2 separate regions of the Mus musculus genome follow, and region 2 is linked to region 1. Evidence: chromatin contacts called from public HiChIP or PLAC-seq data. All regions are on one chromosome and are shown on one strand. The core of a region is the stretch at or near the end of the contact, and the rest is flanking DNA. Distances in the headings are between cores, read along the strand shown. Region 1 overlaps Rapgef6 (Rap guanine nucleotide exchange factor (GEF) 6). Region 2 has its middle 18 kb from the start of Gpx3.

The links. HiChIP or PLAC-seq counts read pairs in DNA pulled down with a chosen protein or histone mark.
Region 2: a contact with region 1 is called in an H3K27ac HiChIP or PLAC-seq map of microglia, with 5 times the contacts expected there. The contact joins two enhancer-like sites. A contact is called at or near these places in 1 of 15 datasets of contacts at CTCF or cohesin (large pre-B cells), 1 of 484 Hi-C or Micro-C datasets (bone marrow-derived macrophages), 3 of 115 datasets of contacts at active chromatin or transcription factors (bone marrow-derived macrophages, embryonic stem cells and microglia) and 1 of 9 other capture datasets (liver).

What each region holds. Positions count from the first base shown.
Region 1 is chr11:54,616,761-54,622,940 of GRCm38.p6, reverse strand. Rapgef6 (Rap guanine nucleotide exchange factor (GEF) 6) reads right to left here. Exons shown (of 29, transcript NM_001252494.1): 8 at 2,878-3,055; 9 at 489-625. Among named protein-coding and RNA genes, the nearest start is that of Rapgef6, 97 kb to the right of the region's middle. Within about 2 kb of position 3,915, at least 17 of the 459 cell types and tissues checked have an H3K27ac peak or open chromatin away from gene starts, as enhancers often do. A contact at or near this core is called in bone marrow-derived macrophages and microglia, where this site is marked.
Region 2 is chr11:54,882,168-54,888,347 of GRCm38.p6, reverse strand. No RefSeq gene overlaps it. Among named protein-coding and RNA genes, the nearest start is that of Gpx3, 18 kb to the left of the region's middle. RefSeq lists an enhancer at 4,191-6,180. Within about 2 kb of position 3,202, at least 114 of the 459 cell types and tissues checked have an H3K27ac peak or open chromatin away from gene starts, as enhancers often do. A contact at or near this core is called in bone marrow-derived macrophages and microglia, where this site is marked.

The sequences.
Region 1 (6,180 bases), core at 2,666-5,165:
GCAAAATTACAGTGACGAAGTATATATACTTCGTCAATGAGATAATTTTATGGTTGAGCATCACCACAAAATGAGGAACTGTATTAAAGGGTCACAGCATTAGAAAAATTGAGAGCCATCATGCTACAGCTTTATCATATCCACTAGGAGGCAGGCAACAGCATCAATACCTTGCCCTCATGCATACGCATACGGATACGTGTATGCACGCACGCACGCACGCACACAAATTGACAATGAAGAATTCTTTAAAAGAGTCTAATTAATTTTAGTATTAAAAGTGGTTCAATTATTGATTGAATCCTGATTTTACATAAAGTCTAGCACCAGGAAAACAGCAATTTAAAAAGAGTAAAGCAATAACCACAACAAGACAACCTCTTCAAAAATTAATCACCCCAACCAAGTATTCACGCAAAATAATTTAAACCAAAAAGCTTGAATTTATACAAGCTTAGAGAAATTAATTTAATAATCTGCTGACCTACCTCTTGCCCATCTTCAAGAATAACAGCCCCAGCCTGCTCTACTACTTCAAAAACCATGACGGAGCAGAGTTCTCTCCTTACAGACATGGTCATGTTCGCAAAGGCAGGCAGCTGGTGCATGAACTCAAGTAACTGTTCTGTAAGAAAACACAAATCCCAGTATAAAGATCAATGATGCTTACTTTAACATACAAATTTTGTTAATTCAGTATTCAACTTGTTAATCAACGTAGGACCTGACACCCATATCTGACCTCCATAGCATTGCACACATATGATGCACAGATGTATATGCAGGCAATAGAGCTATCAAATAAAAATATTTTATAAAAACCCAGTTAATTTAGTAGGTTATATGTGTACACATATAAATTTATAAACTGTATGTATATTTACCGTCGCATATATATACTGGTATATTGAAAGATATCATTCAAAACACCCAGAGAAACAGGAAACCACAAAGGTTCAAACAAAGCTGTAGCATCTATCTGATTTGCCTAGCTGGAGATGTCACTTGATTGGTGGTGCAACTTAGTGCTGTACTTTGATCTAACAGATTTGCAAAAACCCTTTTGTCTATTACTTTTAGGCTAGAATTTTCTTTTTCTTAATTCTACTGGTAACATCAGTCAGTAAGTTAGGGATAACTAAAGTGATGTATAGCTCAAGATTTGTTAAATCAACTAGTTAACTAGTTTTACTAAAAATTTACTATTTTTACTAAATGTTTATGGGTTTGAGGCTATTTTTTGATTAAAAACACATTAAGTAATAAAGATAAAAATAAGAGAAATATACACACACATCTGCAATAAGATAAACGAACTTCAATAAAAATAGCTATACAAAGAAGGTATATACTCATAGGTATTTGGAATTCATAAAATGTAGTGTCTGTGCGGTTGTTTACAGCACAAGTCTAAACAGTGGTTATTTAACAATATTCTATCTTTATAATGGCAGACAATATATAAAAATATACTGGCCATTGCTAATAAAAGTTAAAATTTTCACTAACATTGACTTCTAATATGAACAGCAATAAGATAATAAAAAATCCAAGATAAAATCGTAAATGGGGGCTGGTGAGATGGCTCAGTGGGTAAGAGCACCCGACTACTCTTCAAAGGTTCCGAGTTCAAATCCCAGCAACCACATGGTGGCTCACAACCATCCGTAACGAGATCTGACTCCCTCTTCTGGAGTGTCTGAAGACAGCTACAGTGTACTTACATATAATAAATAAATCTTAAAAAAAAATATCGTAATTGAACAGTAGCAATATGTAACTGACTCAAAGTAAACTTAGTTCCTTAACCATCTTTAGATTCAATTTTTCAATTAAAAACATATTATCTAACTGTAAGAAATTAAGAAATACACAAAAAGCTTTATAATTTTAATGAGGGTAACATTAATGAGGGTGGCACAAATGAGGGTAAATGAAATATATTTGAAATTGATTTAAAAATTACTTCAGCCGGGCGGTGGTGGCGCGCGACGCCTTTGATCTCAGCACTTGGGAGGCAGAGACAGGCAGATTTCTGAGTTCGAGGCCAGCCTGGTCTACAAAGTGAGTTCCAGGATAGCCAGGGCTATACAGAGAAACTCTGTCTCGAAAAACCAAATAAATAAATAAATAAATAAATAAATAAATAAATAAATAAATAAATAACTTCATGGACTTGAGGTACTACTCTAGTGAGTCTTATGAACCTCAAGATAAAAATCAGTAAAATGAAATCAACATTTTTATTTTATAAACACTCACAGCAAGTCTCAACAATGGCTCTCAATGATCTGACATCTTGATGCCAATGTCCAGGCACAGTCTTCACAAATACTCTTTCAGGTTTGCACGGTGTAATGATTATGGCAGAAGGAATGATAGTCACAAAAGACACTAGGGCATCTATCTACCTTGCTCACCCTGGACTACCCACATCAGAGATCTATTGTTAAGTTGTTAGGGTGAATAAGCAGGCTACAAAGAAAACTCCATGCCATGGAACTGAGGTCTTGTACCAGAAGTCTCATGAGTCGTCATCTTGGACTTAAGATTTTCACACACTCCAGTGAAGACTTGGGTGACTGGAGTTTGCAGGTAAACTCTGACTAAGATTTAAGCTAATATTATCTAGCTAAGTTGTTCCTGAATTCCCAACGAACAAAGACTATGAAATAATAAATGTATATTGTGTTTAGAAGTTATGTTTTGGTACAATATGTTATGTGGCAACAGATTATTTTGTATATAGGGTTAAAAATGTTTATGTGAACAGAATTATTTCTTCTCTCTCTCTCCTCTCCCTCTCCCCCCACCCCTCTGTGTTAAGATGGTTTTTCTGTGGAGCTCTGGTTGGCCTCAAATGTATATATTTCTTACCAACATCATCATCAGTTTTGTCTGCGGGTTCCTTTTCAAGACACTCCCGAACAAGATCTCGACCCTGCAGTGGATCTGTTCTATCAATCTCTTCTTCCTCCTCCTCTTCATCCTCAGAATCAACAGGTCCTTCTGGAAGGCGTGTTAAATCTACATCTCCTACTTCACTCTCTGTAGCCTACAGAAAGAAATTTCAACCACAACTTTGGAAACTTATCAATGCTAGATATCGTAAGAACTAGGAAGCTTCAAAAACTACCATTCACAGAAGATGAAAATGTCTTTCCAAAAGTAAAAAACATTTAGAATACTTTTAATACTATGCTCCTGATCTATACTGTAAATGAAAAGGCATGAATATTAAGAGTTACTACAGTAAATAGTGAGTTGAGCACAGGAAATCCATAATTATAAAATAAGCAATCAAAATGAGTAGTAGTGGAGATTATGACAGCTTCATCTAAGGTCTTACATGCTTTCTGCCCTCTTTCATAGTCAGTTATTCTCTTATTAATCTCCTTTCCTGAGCCCAAAGATTCAGGGAACATCACAGAAGAGAAGGCAGTAAGAGCCTGAAGATGGGGACAAGTGCTCTGAAATACTTCCTTTGTATATAACATGTTGTACTCATGAACTCATAGCAACTGTGGTTACCCACATAAGACCTATATAAGACCAAGGAAGTATAAAATATCCAGCATAATATGGCACTGTTATTTAGAAGTACTCTGGAATAAAATTAAGTCAGTATAAAAAAAACAAAACTCCATTATAGAGTTGCTCCCGAGGCCCCAGTCGTAGCTGAGGATCTATAAAGAAGGTGTAGAAAAGTCACTTTTCTATGAGGGGTAGACACTGGCAGGTTCCTTGTGCTGCAGTAGGATGTATAAATATGTGTGTATGTGACCATAAATACAAGTTTCAAAGAGTTAAAAATAGGAACAAAGCTAAAAATGAACAGGAAGAGGAGAGGCAGGGAAATGGGAAGGAGAACTCTTGAGTAAGAGAAGCAGAACCAGAAAGAGCAATGAAGCAACAGAAATACAACATACTGGGCAGAGAAAGAGTGCCAGCAACAGGATCACAGAGAAGAATGGAGAAAAAACAGGTAAGCCATAGGACACAAAACGACCTTAGAGACAGGCAGGAAAGAAAGCCGTATCTGCAATTACAGCCTCCCTGCTGTCAGAACTGCTTCCACATTTTCTCTGTGGGCCAGCATATTAATCTTCTGGCCTTTGTTAATTCACATTAGGGCTCAGATGACAACTTAGTCTTGCTTTATGCACAATTTATAGTGCCTTTGGATTCCTCTTTATTTTTAAGTAGTTAATAATCCAGAATGAATATACAATGAGCTCCTTTAAGACTAGAAAAGATGGTTTGTAACAGTCTGCTGCTATGGCCTGGACCATTATCCTCTTTTCCTTTTTGAGACAGGGTTTCATGTGGCCCAGATGGGCCTTGACCTGTAGCCAAGAAGGCCTTTAAACTTCTGATCTTCCTGCTGCCATTTAGGATTATAGGTATATGCTCCTATGCTCAGTTTATGAAGTGCTAAGGTTGAACCTAATGGTAACGGTAAGCACTCTACTAACTGGGCTACATACATCTTCCTCCCTTTTCAACAGTGCTAGGCATCAAATATAGGGCCACCCAAGGCTCCTTTAGCCAAGGCATATCCCCAGATCCTAAAACTTTTTAAAAAAGAGTTATTCATTTATTTATGAATATGAGTGGTGCTCTGTCTTCATGAACACCAGAAGAGGGAATCACATACCATTAAAAATGGCTGTGAGCTACCATGTAGGTGCTAGAAATTGGACTCAGGATTTCTGGAAGAGTAGTCAGTACTCTTAACCATTGCACTATCTCTCCAGCCCATAAAAATTATAACTATTTTCATTATATGTATATGAATGTTTTGGCTACATGTATTGTAAGTAAACTGCATGTGTGCCTGGTGTCCACAGAGGTCAGAAAAGGGCATCTAATTCCCTGCACTGGGGTTATTGATGGTTGTGAGCTGCTATATGGAGCTAGGAGCCAAAATCACAAGTGCTCTTACATGGAGCCATCTCTCCAACACCCTAAAAATTCTTAATAGAAAGAAATCTTAACTTCAAGATGATGGTGCTGGAAGGTGGAGCCTCTGAGCAGCTAAAACCTCACCAAGTTATTAGAATCCTCATGAATGGGTAGTGCCTCACGGGTAGTACTATACGAGGCCAGAGGAAGCCCATCCAACCTTTCTTCCATATGAGGAAATAGCTAGATGGTGCCATCTACAGATCAGAAAGAGATCTTTCACAGGATAGCAAATTTGTCATTACTGTAATTTGGAATTCCCAGCATCTAAAACCATGAAAAGTGAATTTCTACTGTTTGTGAGCTACCCAGTGCACGGCATTTTTTTTTGAAACAGCAGCTTGAATGGACTATGATAGTATCTCATATACAATATCCTATTCTGTAACCAACATGTACTTTAAAGCAAAAAGAAGGATTCTCATTAACTGTAAAATGAACAGATGAATAAATTTAACTATATGTGGTGGCTCACGCTTACAATCCCAACATATGAAAGACTGAATCCCTGAGTTCTAGACCAGCCCAGAGTAACACTGGTGGTTGGCATGGTTAAGAGAGTAAATATGAAGACTCAAATGGAAGAGATGGACAATGGTCGACTAAAAGGAGCAGAATAATCACAGGATTAGAATGATAATATTAAGAGATGGTAGGAGACTCACTTTTGTAGGATAGTTAGCAAACTGAGCCCGCCCTAGGCAGATCATTAAAAAGATTATGATAAATAGGTTAAGCACAGGGGTCTAGTAGGACAAGGATTAAACCTCTCTTGGTTTTCCTTTCCTGTCACATGTACTTTGTACATATAATGCGGTGAGTACAAGCTGACTCTACGATGAGTTGGCCTTCACCAAATAAACCATCAGAGAATATCTCTTTCCTGTTTGCAACTAAACATGAAGCTACAGTAAAAGGTGCCACATGTTTAATGAAAATGTTATACAAACTTATAAAAACCACATTTAAAATTGAGGTTTAAGTGTTAAGCCAGCACTTCATATTTTCAATGCTTTTCCTTTCAGCATCATCATGTCCAGGTTCCCTTTTCAGGGACCATTCAGCTTTTAAGCTCATCTTGTCTTCTTGGTCAGAGGAGAATTTTGTGCAATGAAATCTTCCACAATTCTGCAGTCCAGGATAGCCCTGTCCATTTCTCTCCTCTGCCTTACAGACCAACATTTTAGTTAGCAGAGATATTTTGCCATTTACCTT
Region 2 (6,180 bases), core at 1,953-4,452, 270 kb before region 1:
CGTGTCTATAAAAAAGGGGTTTTGTAGTGGCCAAGCTGGTGCGTTACATGGGGACTGCCATGGATTGATCTGGAATGTCCCCAGTGGTCACAAGTTTTGAACACTTAGTCCCTAGCTAATGGTGCTATTTTGGGAGGTTCTGGAAGCTTTAGAAAGCGGAATCTGTCTGAAAGAAGTGGATCGCTGGGAATGTCCTCCCCAGCTGTTTCCTGTCTTGTTCTCTGCTTCCTGGTTGACCATAACGTGAGCAGCTGTGCTCTGCAACAGTCTCACCACCATGACGTTCTGCCCAAGTGCTTGAGACTTAGTGACCCTGGACTGACTCCCCGAAACAGTGTGCTAAGATGATGCCTTCCTTTCTTGAGCCACTGTGGTATTTGAATGAGAATGGCTCTCATAGGCTCAGATATTTGAATGTTTGGTTCCCAGCTAGTGGAGTTTGGGAAGGATTAGGTGTGGTCTTGGAGGAGGTGCGTCACTGGGGATGGGAGGTGGGCTTTGAGGGTTTAAACCCATGCCAGGGGGCTGGAGAGATGGCTCAGCAGTTAAGAGCACTGACTACTTTTTGCTCTCCCAGAGATCCTGAGTTCAATTCCCAGCAAACACATGGTGGCTCACAACCATCTGTAATGGGAGCCGATACCCACTTCTGGTGTGTCTGAAGACAGCTACAGTGTACTCATATACATAAAATACGTAAATCTTTAAAAAAATAAAACATGATGACAAGCCTAGTCTCTCTCTCTCTCTCTCTCTCTCTCTCTCTCTCTCTCTCTCTCTCTCTCTCTGCCTGCAATCAGGGTGTAACTCTTAGTTACTTCAGCACCATGCCTGCAGGCCTTCCACCTTGCTTCCAGCCATAATGATAAGGGATCAGTCTCCAAAACTGTAAGCAAGCCTCCATGAAATGCTTCCTTTCCTAAGAGTTGCCTTGGTCGTGGTGTCTCTTCACAGCAGTGGAACAGTGACTAAGACAGCTGTTTCCCAGGTATTTTGTCACAGTGTTGAGCGAGAACTAACACAAGGAAGGATTTGGCTCTGGACGTGGGATACAGTCCCTCCAATTTACATGGTTATGACTGGTCAAGATGACGGTGACGGGGCTGAGGATGTAGTTCAGTTGGTAGGATGCTTGCCTGACATGCACAAAGCCTGTGTTTGATCCCAAGCATGATATAAACCAAGTACGGTGGCACATTGCCTGTTATTCTAGCAGAAACAGGTGGATCAGCAGTTCAAGGTCACACTCAGCTACACTTCAAATTGGAGGTATTATCCTAAGCTACCTAAGACCCTGCCTCTAAATAAGTGCCCATGATGGTTTTTATGTGGACACAAAACAATTATCAGCTCAACAAGAATAAGATAGAATTTATTCTTATGCCAATATGAATGGCTCTGGCTAAGATTCAAGTTGCCCTAAGTAACATGTCCCTCCTTAGTAGTAGTTTCATGAGAGTTCATTAGTTATAGACCAAAGAAAGTCATAAGTCAAGGCTTTACCAAACATTCTAGAGAGGTTCCAAGCCTTTTGAAAAAGGTAGCCAGTGCTCTTAACTACTAAGCCATCTCTCCAGTCCTCATTTTTTGGGGGAAGGGGAGAATTTGGGGATATTTATTTGTTTGTGACAGTGTCCCTAATGTAGCCCTGCCTAGCCTGGTGCTTATTATATAACCCGTGCTAGTCTTGAACTCACAAAACTCTGCCTGACTGTACCTCCTAAGTGCTGGGTGCTGATTTACAATGAAGGAAGCAGGCATAGAGAGGTTCAGTAAACCTGGCTTCTCGGTAATGGAGATGGGATCTGTCCTAGTTAGCTTTAACTGTCCATCAAGTTGACACAGACTGAGATAACTGATCTGAGAAGGAGCCTCAGTTGAAGAATTTTCTAGATCAAATTGGCCTGTGGCCATACCTGTGGAGGATTGTCTTAATCTTTGATGCAGGAGAGCCCAGCTCACTGTGGGCAGCACCACCCTTAGGCAGGAGGGCCTGGGTTGTATAAGAAAGTTAGTTAGACCCTCAGGGTGAAGCATCAAGCAGCCTTCCTCCTTGATTTCTGCTTCAAGTTCCTGCTTGAGTTCTTACCCTGACATCACTCATTGTTGGATCATCAACTGAAGTATCAGACAAACAAACCATTTCTTTCTTTAATTTGCTTTTGGTTAGAGTGCTTCTTCATTGTTGCAGACTTTGAGACCACCGGGAGAGACCACCTGAACTCTTATCAAGTTTTAATTAGCCAAATTTTATTAAAGCTGCAACTAACCACAATCTCCTTGGATGGATTTAAGACTGCAACTTTTTAAAGGCTACATCTGCTCCTGGGGACCTTCAGTTCTGCTGGCATGGGACAACATCCTAGGCCGGTGTTTTGTATTGTCTTATCAGCCTCAGGTTGCTCACAGGGCTGGCCTCAGCCCTCTAAGATGGAGTCCTCAGCTACTATATCATAACAGAAGAAGAACAGGCTTCCATCTTGGAGAGCTCACTTTGTGCCCTGCATTTGTAGTCCAGACAACGGAGGGGACTTGCCTGCCATTCACATGGTAGTTTCTTACCGTTAAGGCAATGGAAGAGCCAGACAGAAGTCCAGAAGAAGCCAACAAGCAAAGTATCTATGCCCTCCTGTTCTACACTGTTCCTCCACCCCAACCTACCCTCCAGATGATAGGATCAGTTTATTAAAAAGCAGAGAGCCCTAGGGCATGGCCTTGTGGGAACGTGCCAAGGCCAGCCTGACCCCATCAGAATCAGTTGTCTTGAGCTTGAAGCCTGGCTTTTTGGTCCATCCCCCAAGGCAGTAAAAGGGCAATCAGCTTAACATGGCCAGCAGTGGCAATGGGGACAAGTTTGGAGAAGACAGGCAGGGAAGGGAAAGGATTTCTCCTTAGAGGGAAGGTTAGGGTGAAGGATAATAGGAGAACCAAGAAAACTGAAGCTCAGAAAGATCAATTGCCCACTCAGAGGTACCAGGTGCAGGTCCTCTGGAAAGGCATCCTTGTCCACTAGAGAAGATAGGGGGTGCAGGGAGGGGGATGGGCAGGAGAGTGGAGAGGGAGAGAGGCAGACATTGTAAAAAGAAGGAAAACGTGTGGTTCTTGGTGCTCTGCCCAGCAAGGGCCGTGTGTTCAGAGCTGTCCCCTCCCAGGAGGCTCACTGGAGAAGGGGCGGGTGTTTATGAAGAGCCTGACTCCAGGAGCAGCATGACCTCCTGGCCTGTCCCTGCTGGTTGCTGCCCCGTGACTGCTCCTGGCTATAAACAGCCTGTTTATTAAACCGCAGGAAATTGGCCCCTCCACCACTTGAGCAATTTGAGAGAACAGGAGGTTCCTGGTCAAGAATTTACAAACTGGGAGGGCTGGCTGCTGGGAGCCTATGGTGCTCAAAGACCTGGCTTGAAAGGGCTTTGGGGAGAGTGCCCTCCGTCCGCTCCTCTTGCAGCCTTGCTTAGGGCTTCCCAAACCCTGGAGGCCCTCAAGAGTCAGAGGTGGCCCCTTGAAGGCTATTACGTTGACTTACCTCTTTATTTGGTCAAATAGCCCCATGATTAGAGCACTATAGTGACATCAAATGAGAAGAGAGATTTCAAAAGCACTTGGAGGGAGGCAGGAAGAGCTAGCGCCTGAAAAGTGCTTGTCTTGCAAGCTTGAAGACCAGAGTTCAATCCCTAGAGTGCTCTCGTTCTCTCTCTCTCACTCTCTCTCTCTCTCTAAAAGCTGGGGGTGGGGGTTGTAGAGATGTCTCAGCAGTTAAGAACACTTCCTGTTCCTGTTTTTGCAGAGAATCTAGGTTCAGTTCCCAGTACACACAGGGCAACTCAAACTGTCTCTAACTCCAGCTCCAGGGGATCCTCAATGCCCTCTTCTGTGTTTGGTAGGCACCAGGCACTTGCATGCACACAAAATGAAAAAAAAAAAAAAAAAAAAAGACGGGTGTGTGGCCCACATCTGCAGTCCCAACACTGAAGAGGCAGAGACAGGCAGATCCCTGGGGCTCACTGACCATCAGCCCAGCCATCTTGAAGAGTTCATCTAGGCCTTGCTTCAAAACAAGGGAGGGCTGGCAAGACAGCTCAGTGGGTAAAGGCACTCGTTGCCACAGATCTGAGGAGAGCTTGATTCCCAACCTGTATGTCGAAAGGAGAGAACTGACTTGTGGACATAGTCTTCTGACCTGCATTATGGTCTCGTGTACATGGATCAGGGCACTCCCCTCCAAAAAAAAAAAATACATATATATAAAATTGTTTAAAAGAAAAAGAAGGTGAACTACACTTGGAAAGTAGCACTTGAGGTTGTCTTCTGACTTTCACACAGCTCGGCGCAAATGTATAACACCACACACACACACACACACACACAGAGCACAGGACCTGAGTCCTGTCTGGTTCAGCCGATCACTTACTTCTCCCCATAGCCAATCACTCAGGACAGAATCACTTAGGAGATGAGTGCGTTGCCACGTAGTGTGTCCTTTTTGTCCTTACCTTATGGCTTTGTGTGACCTCAAGGCCACCACACCAAGCTTCTCCGTTACACGCTTGTGCTCCTGTGCCTGGAGGATTCCCTGAGATGCCGGGATTGACATGAAACCCGGTACCTCTGCTGAACAGTTGAGATTTGGCAGATCCATGCTGGATATCCTTTGAGAAACCGCGTAAAAGTGCTCCCAAGGAACCTACCAACTTTAAAGGCACATGGTTGACACTGCTATAGAGAAAGGCAGGCTGACAAAACAAAACCAAAAAAGCATGAAGTGGATTTGTTTGATCAAAGTTTCACCTGACACATGGTCTTTAATATCAAAGACCAGAGACTCCAGGATAGCTGTCTGTGTTTGTACTGGGATTGCCACTGGGGATGTGACTCGGTTGGTACAGTGCATGCATAAGACCCTGGGTTTGATCCTCAGAACCTGATAAAAATGGATAGTGGTACTCACCTGCTCTAGGGAGACAGAGGCAGGAGGATCTCTGAGTTCAAGGCCAGCCTGGTTCTAAATATCCAGTTCCAGGACAGCCAGGGCTACACAGAGAAACCCTGTCTCGAAAAATCAAACACAAAACCAAACAATAACGACAAAAATGATTTATTGGTTTTTAAACAGTGATTGGAAGGCAGACTTGGTGGCTCAGGCCTGTAACCTGAGGCTCAGGAGGCAGAGGCATTGTAATAGTAAATTCAAGCACAGCCTGGGCTGCATAGTAAGAAGAAAAAGAGGGGAGCTGGGCTAAGAATTGTTTTGAACAGGGATGGCAGATTGCTGGAACTGGAAGGGTGAAATGGGAGGACGTGGGAAACCACAGGGGAAAACTCTGGGGAGTGAATTTCTGGGAAAGGGAGGGCATGTCTAAACCCGAGAATTAGACGGAAAATCAGGATATTTACCACTTGGGAAAAGAACAGCACAAACAGCGTCTCTAATTCCGTGGTGAGACATGACCTCCCAAGGACACAGGCATTGCGCCATAATTGAAAGGTGCTGAAAGCCAGCCTTTCGAAGCACTCATCCTGCTGGCTGGCCAGTGTCTCTGCAGGAGTGTTGTGGTTCCCCCACCCCACCCCCCACATTCCAGAGACTTCTCGATGCATTTACACTTGGAATAGGCCTCTGTCTTTTCCATTCTTTCTACATTCTATCAAACCTCATCTTTAAAAAAAAAACAACAACAAAAAAAAACCTATCTCTGTGTGTGTGTGTGTGTGTGTGTGTGTGTGTGTGTGTGTGTGTGTGTATACGTGTACATTTGCCACATCTGAGATCTGAGGACCACTTGTGAAACTCAGTTCTTCCTTCCACCAAGGGTGCCACATACTAAACTCAGGTCCTCAGGCTTGGCCTGACCCATCTTCCCTGCCCACTGATTTTGTATCTTGAAGATAGAAACCCAGTGGCAGGATAGCAGTTCACAGAGGCCTGCACATAACCTTATTTATCTTTTCTTTATTTGTGTTGTTTTGGTTTCATTTGTTTTTGTTTGTTCCGTTTTGAAAGGAGAATGCTAAAGCACGGGGTGGCTGTGGGCCTGTCATCCTCCTGCCTCTGCCTTCCAAGCGCTGAGGTTACAAGCTTGTACCACCATGCCTGGTTCCCCTTGCTGAACCTGTCTGGTTATGGTTTTCTTTTGAGGCAGGGTCTCACCATTATAGCCCTGGCTAACGTGGAACTCAGTAGAC